Linked DNA regions of Triticum aestivum: region 1 is linked to region 2. A link is a contact called in public Hi-C data. All regions are on one chromosome and are shown on one strand. The core of a region is the stretch at or near the end of the contact, and the rest is flanking DNA. Distances in the headings are between cores, read along the strand shown. Region 1 holds the start of LOC123059275 (protein CANDIDATE G-PROTEIN COUPLED RECEPTOR 7). Region 2 holds the start of LOC123059257 (phosphatidate phosphatase PAH1).

Region 1 (2,916 bases), core at 125-2,624, 660 kb before region 2:
CGGCCGGCCTGAATGTGTAGAACATGTACATGTAGAACGCCATTGATGCCACTTCCTCGGCCAGGATGCTCACCCACCGGTACTGGTAACTGGCAATGGTCCTCAGCGCAAACACCACGATCCTGGTGAAGTACAGGTACCCAATCACCACGGTGTAGAACTGCCGGAACAGAGTGAGCTTGGACAGGTTCCGCGCCGCCTTGCCGTCGGTCTTGGACGTCTCCCGGAGCGACCGCATGGACCAGACGACCGGGAAGAGCACGGCGCAGCAGCAGGCGACGTCGACGAAGAGCAGGATCTGGTTCCATGTCACCCAGCTCTGCATGAACGGCCCGGTCTCCCCGATGACCGCGTCGGCGATGTTGGCCATGACCTGCAGCGGGATCACCACCATGAGCACCTTCTTCTCCCGGTCCTGCAGGAAGGGCCTCAGGAAGGACCAGCCCGTGCCGACCAGCACGATGACCGCGAAGAGGATGACGCCCTTGATGAGCTGGAAGAGGTAGAAGGCCACGTCCCAGCCGTGTGGCGTGCCGGTGACGCGGACGTAGTGCTGGTCCTCGGCGGCGGAGAGGCAGTAGAGCAGGCGCGCCACGAGGAGCGCGGACATGAGGTGGTGGATTTGGTTGGCCGCCACGCGGTCGCGGGAGAGCGTGAGGTAGGCCCACCCGGCGAGGAACGCGGCGTAGCCGAAGGCGAAGAAGCCGTAGATGGCCGGGACGGGCGCCTGGCCGACGGGGAGGTAGTCCTTGGAGCCGTCCGGGTTGGCGTTGTACATCTCGGTGCGGACGTTCATGGAGACGAGCGACTCCGGCGCGCAGTTGGCGAAGTAGAGGCTGTACTCGTCGGGGTGGGTGACCGGGAAGGACTTGTTGTAGTGCCCGCCCTCCATGTCAAAGAAGGTGAAGAGCTTCTTGACGTAGGGGCTGGAGAGGACGCACCCGGACAGGTCGGGCTCGTCGGCGCCGGTCGGGTCGTCCGGCTCCGCGCGCTTCTCCGGTGGCGGCCGCGACTCGGAGGCGGCCTGCAGGAGGGACTCGTCGGCGAGGAGGAAGAACCCGATCTGCTTGGGGTCCGCCCGCGCGAAGGAGGAGGAGACGGCGGCGCCGGAGAGGATGATGCGGACCGCGCCGGTCTTGGAGAAGCCGAACTTCTCGAACAGGATGGTGTGGCGCGGGTCCTCCCGGAAGGACTCCGCCCGGATCTCCGCCGCGGCGGGGGAGGCGAGGAGGAGGGCCCCCGCGGCGGCGAGGAGGAGCAGCAGCGGGAGGCGAGCTCCGGCGTCGGCCATGGCGAGATCTGTGGCCTGTGGGGGGCGGAATGCGTGGGAGTGTGTCGGTGTGCGCGTGGGCGGTGGGTGGAGCGGGGCAGCGGAGCACGGCCGTCTTATGTGGCGGAAGGGCGGGGGTTGGATGTGCCTCGCGATTGGTGAGAGTTCGGTAGGAGGTTGACTTGGGCAGTCGTAGGTCGTAGCCGACGGTGCGATGGGAAAGTTTTTTGTACACTTCGGGGTCACACCGATGAGGACTGAACGGCTAAGTGTCATTTCTTTTTACATCTACCTACTTTTGTAGTACTATCTTCGTCTGGGATTACTGGTGCTCTTCATATTTTATAACAAATTTTGACCACAGATTTGACAATGAAATAAAATAGTATGTCATAATAGTTATTTTGTTGTATTCATATTTGAATGTGGTTTTCGATGGTACTACTTTTGTAGCATACAACTTATTTTTTGGTAGTTAAGTTAAAGGTTAAAGTTTGATCTAAAATATAAGAGGGACTAATAAACAAAATGGAGGTAGTATAAATCATTAGTTTAAGAAACCCTCTCTCGCCTACCCATACTCTCTCACGTGGCTCTGATTCGATACAATTGGGTGGTTTTAAGGTTTGTACCTAGTTTCAGAGAGGTTTTGAAGTAAGTCGGCGAGACTAACGAAAAATAACCCTCGCTTCATCTATGCTAAAAGTACCGTGCGCTGCCATGTCACTTCCTTTTTTTATCAGTGTGAAAGTGAAAACAGGTTATCTAAAGTGTTTGTTTGGCTTGATTGCGTGGTTGGCTATTGGTGCTTTGGTCTTTGGTTCTTTGCAGGGATAAGGTACATTTCCCTCGTAGTTTCGTGTGAGCATGAATATACCTTTATCATGTCCTTGGTGGACAAAGAGTAATCTGAGTGCCTTGATTTTGCTAATTCTGTTAGGGAACGTAGCATGCAATTTTAAAAATTTCCTACGCTCACGCAAGATCTATCTAGAAGATGCATAGCAACGAGAGGGGGAGAGTCTTCATACCCTTGAAGATCACAAAGCGGAAGCGTTTATCAACGCGGTTGATGTAGTCGTACACCTTCACGATCCATCTCGATCAAGTACCGAAAGTACGACACCTCCGCATTCAGCACACGTTCAGCTCGATGATGTCCTCGCCTTCTTGATCCAGCAAGAGGGGCAAAGTAGTAGATGAGTTCCGGCAACACGACGGCGTGGTGACGGTGTTGGTGAAGAACAATCTCCGCAGGGCTTCGCCAAGCACAACGGAAACTATGACGGAGGATAAACTAGAGGGGACGGGGTTGCCGGCACACGGCTTGGTGATTCTTGATGTGTCTTTGGTGCTACCCCTGCCCCTTTATTTATATGTTGAGCCCCGCGGTCGAAACTTGGAACAAAAGCCTCCTCAAAGTCGGTTTTGCCCGAAAGGCAAGAGTCCCACTCGGACTCCAGGACCAAACGCCACAATCCTTGGCGTCTGGCCCAGACGCCATGGGCCTCGGCGTCTGGCCCAGGGCCAGACGCCAGGGTCTCCGGCGTTTGGCCCCTTGGCCTCCACAAAACTCCTTTTGCACCGACCTAAAGCCTCGTGGGCTTCATCCCTTGGCCGGACCATATCATCCTATATATCAATAT
Region 2 (2,722 bases), core at 137-2,636:
CTGCCTGCCTCTGCCAACCGCCACCGCACGCACGCACGCTCTTTGTATTGTACAGTCGTACGCCACGCCGGTTACCGTGGTGCCCCGTCATGCGTCGCCCGGCCGGGCTGCGCGCGCGCGCGGCGGTCCCATCTCGTTCTCTGGCCCTCGTGCGTCCTGATCATTCCTGAGTCATTGTTGGATCCTACCACCGTCTCGTCTATCCACCCGACCCGGCGGTCGTGTGGCCGTGGCTGGTCCGCGGCGATACGGTGCAGCGCCGCACCCTTCACCCCAACTTGCCAAGAGCTTCTGGAAACGCAGACCAAATCGTGTATACCCGAACGCGTTCGCTTCACGCCACAAGGCACCGCGCGCGTGGAGTACTATCGCACAGCAGCAGCCGCAGAGACCACCGGCGGAATGGCCCGAAAATGGAAGGGGAATGACGGTGCACGCACGCACGCACGCACGAGATGGATGGGAGGAAAGCAACCGGGCGGTACGTTCTGGAGGCCACCAGGCACGCAGGCATATTCGCCCGGATAACCGCGCTTGTCAAGTGGTGGCTGGCAAAGATCCGCACGCCATCGTCTCGTTTGCCCCCGCGCATGGATCACGTACGTACGGACGCACACCACGACGTCGACGCTCGGGGCTGTTAAAGGTACGGCAATGTACCGAAAATGCCCCTCTCCCGAGATTGGTACCGAAAATGCCTTTCTCGGTCAAATGAGCATGCGCTCGTAACTTGCACATTTTAGCCAGAATTCGCAATTTTGATGCTACGTCGAACTGCCAGTCAACGGCGCGATCGGTGAAGGGTAGGGTTGCTATTCCATTTTCTTTCCCCAGTACGCTGCTATACACAGGTACAATAAATAGGTTGGGTGGATGCGGTTAGGCTTAGGCAACAAGAAAAGACAACGCCATCACAGGCTTTACTACGCCCAGCAACCAACTATTCCTGCGACGAAAAAGCCTTCAACACCATGCCAGGTGGGCCCTGCGGCGGCGTAACTCCTGCCTGGCCCACCGTGACAGCCTCTCACGCTCAGAATTTCTCACGTCCCGTTCTTCAGCAACGCATCTCATGATTCGGATTTTAAAATGAGGACGCGGACGACAACTGAGGCAGCTCGGGCGATCACTCTCTGCCTGCAACGATCTCTGCGCGACGTGGCGACATGTTCGTTCATTCCTCCGCGGCCACCAGTCCGCATATACCTCTCAATGACACGTGGTCCCCGACACCCGCGTGCCCCCACATGTCATCCCACACCGAGCAGCGCTCATGTGGCGAGGCGGGCCGCGACGGCCCACGTGCGCTCCGCGTGCGGAGGACGGGCTCACTTATAAATGCGGCTCTGAACGCCCGCCTATCCCCTTCCCCTTTTCACCCCCCGTCGGTCTCCCCCCAATTCCCACCCCCCCCAGCGACCCGCGACGCCGGCGCGAGCGACCCCTCCGGAGCCGACGCGAAGGGCCCCCCAACGAACGAACGGGCCCGCCGGAGAGGAGCGGCGAGCGGCCGAGCCCAGTCGCGGTGAGTCCCCGCCCTGCGCGCTCCCTCTCCGATTACTACTAGTTGATTTGGATCCAGTTCGATTTGGCATTTGTTTCCGTCCCCTTCTTCATCCGGGAAGGAAACTTCGCGTCCCGGTTTTACTGCTCGCGGCGTAAGTTTCGCGGAGCTTTCCCTGCCGGAGGAAGGAGGCGACTGCTCTTCTGGGCTTGGGAATCGGGGGGTCTGTGGGTTTTGCCTCGCCTGGGAATCGATGATGGGCATGCGGGCTACAGTATTAATCTGGGTAACCGAGGTCTGGAAAATGCCCGCAGGTTTTTGGACATTTTCTGCTTGTTTTTTTAAGCAGGTTTCTGTTTGAACATCTTCATGAGTCAGCTCACGAGCAGCACGAGTTTTTTCACTAATGGTAATCTGTCGCGATAATGTTCCAGCAGATCTCAGGACACTTGGAAGTTCGAATTCAAATGCCAATATTACCAGCAATTATATCACGAAATAATACCAAATGACTGAAGAGAAACTGCGAAAAAAAAAGGCCCGACACGTCTATATTTTTCCGTAATATCCTGCGAGAACAGCTCGGGAAACTTCTCTGGAAAACACCCCCACTCCGGCCCGGCCTCTTCTCCTCCCGTCCCCCCTTCCGTCCCCCACAGCATCAATTGACCTTCCGCCGCCTTTGTTCCACCCAAGCACGCGCGCCACCTCGGAGGTATCGCCCACGTCCTCGCCCGCTCCACTGACCTGACCTGGCGTGGAGTCGAGATCTGTCCGTACCCGGGCTCGGATTGATTTTCCCTCGGTTGGTGGCGAACCCTAACTTGCTTGGATTGTTACGAGAGTTCTGTTCTGGTCGAGTTGATTTGTTTGCTGCGCGGGGGAGTACGGATACAATCTCATGCTTTGTGTTCATTTGATTACAGAAATTGATGAAGCGATTGGACGAATCGAGCGGATCGCCGAGTGTTTGATGCGTGCGATCGAGGGCTCGTGCAGAGATGGACGTGGTGGGGATGGTGGGGCGCGGGGTGGGGCGTGTCCTCTCGCAGGGCATGTACTCCGTTGCCACGCCCTTCCACCCTTTCGGCGGCGCCGTCGACATCATCGTCGTTGAGCAGCCCGACGGCTCCTACCGCAGCACGCCCTGGTATGTCCGCTTTGGCAAGTTCCAGGGTGTTCTCAAGCGTAACGAGAAGGTCGTCACCATCGCCGTCA

The links. Hi-C and Micro-C count contacts between places; a contact is called where the count stands out from the background.
Region 1: a contact with region 2 is called in a Hi-C map of leaf, with 6 times the contacts expected there. The contact joins the promoter of LOC123059275 here to the promoter of LOC123059257 in region 2. A contact is called at or near these places in 2 of 5 Hi-C or Micro-C datasets (both in leaf).

Annotation. Positions count from the first base shown.
Region 1 is chr1A:486,579,106-486,582,021 of IWGSC CS RefSeq v2.1, reverse strand. It overlaps LOC123059275 (protein CANDIDATE G-PROTEIN COUPLED RECEPTOR 7), which reads right to left and starts at 1,374. Exons shown (of 1, transcript XM_044481881.1): 1 at 1-1,374. The coding sequence starts at 1,291.
Region 2 is chr1A:485,918,549-485,921,270 of IWGSC CS RefSeq v2.1, reverse strand. LOC123059257 (phosphatidate phosphatase PAH1) reads left to right here and starts at 1,386. Exons shown (of 11, transcript XM_044481867.1): 1 at 1,386-1,525; 2 at 2,431-2,722. The coding sequence starts at 2,506.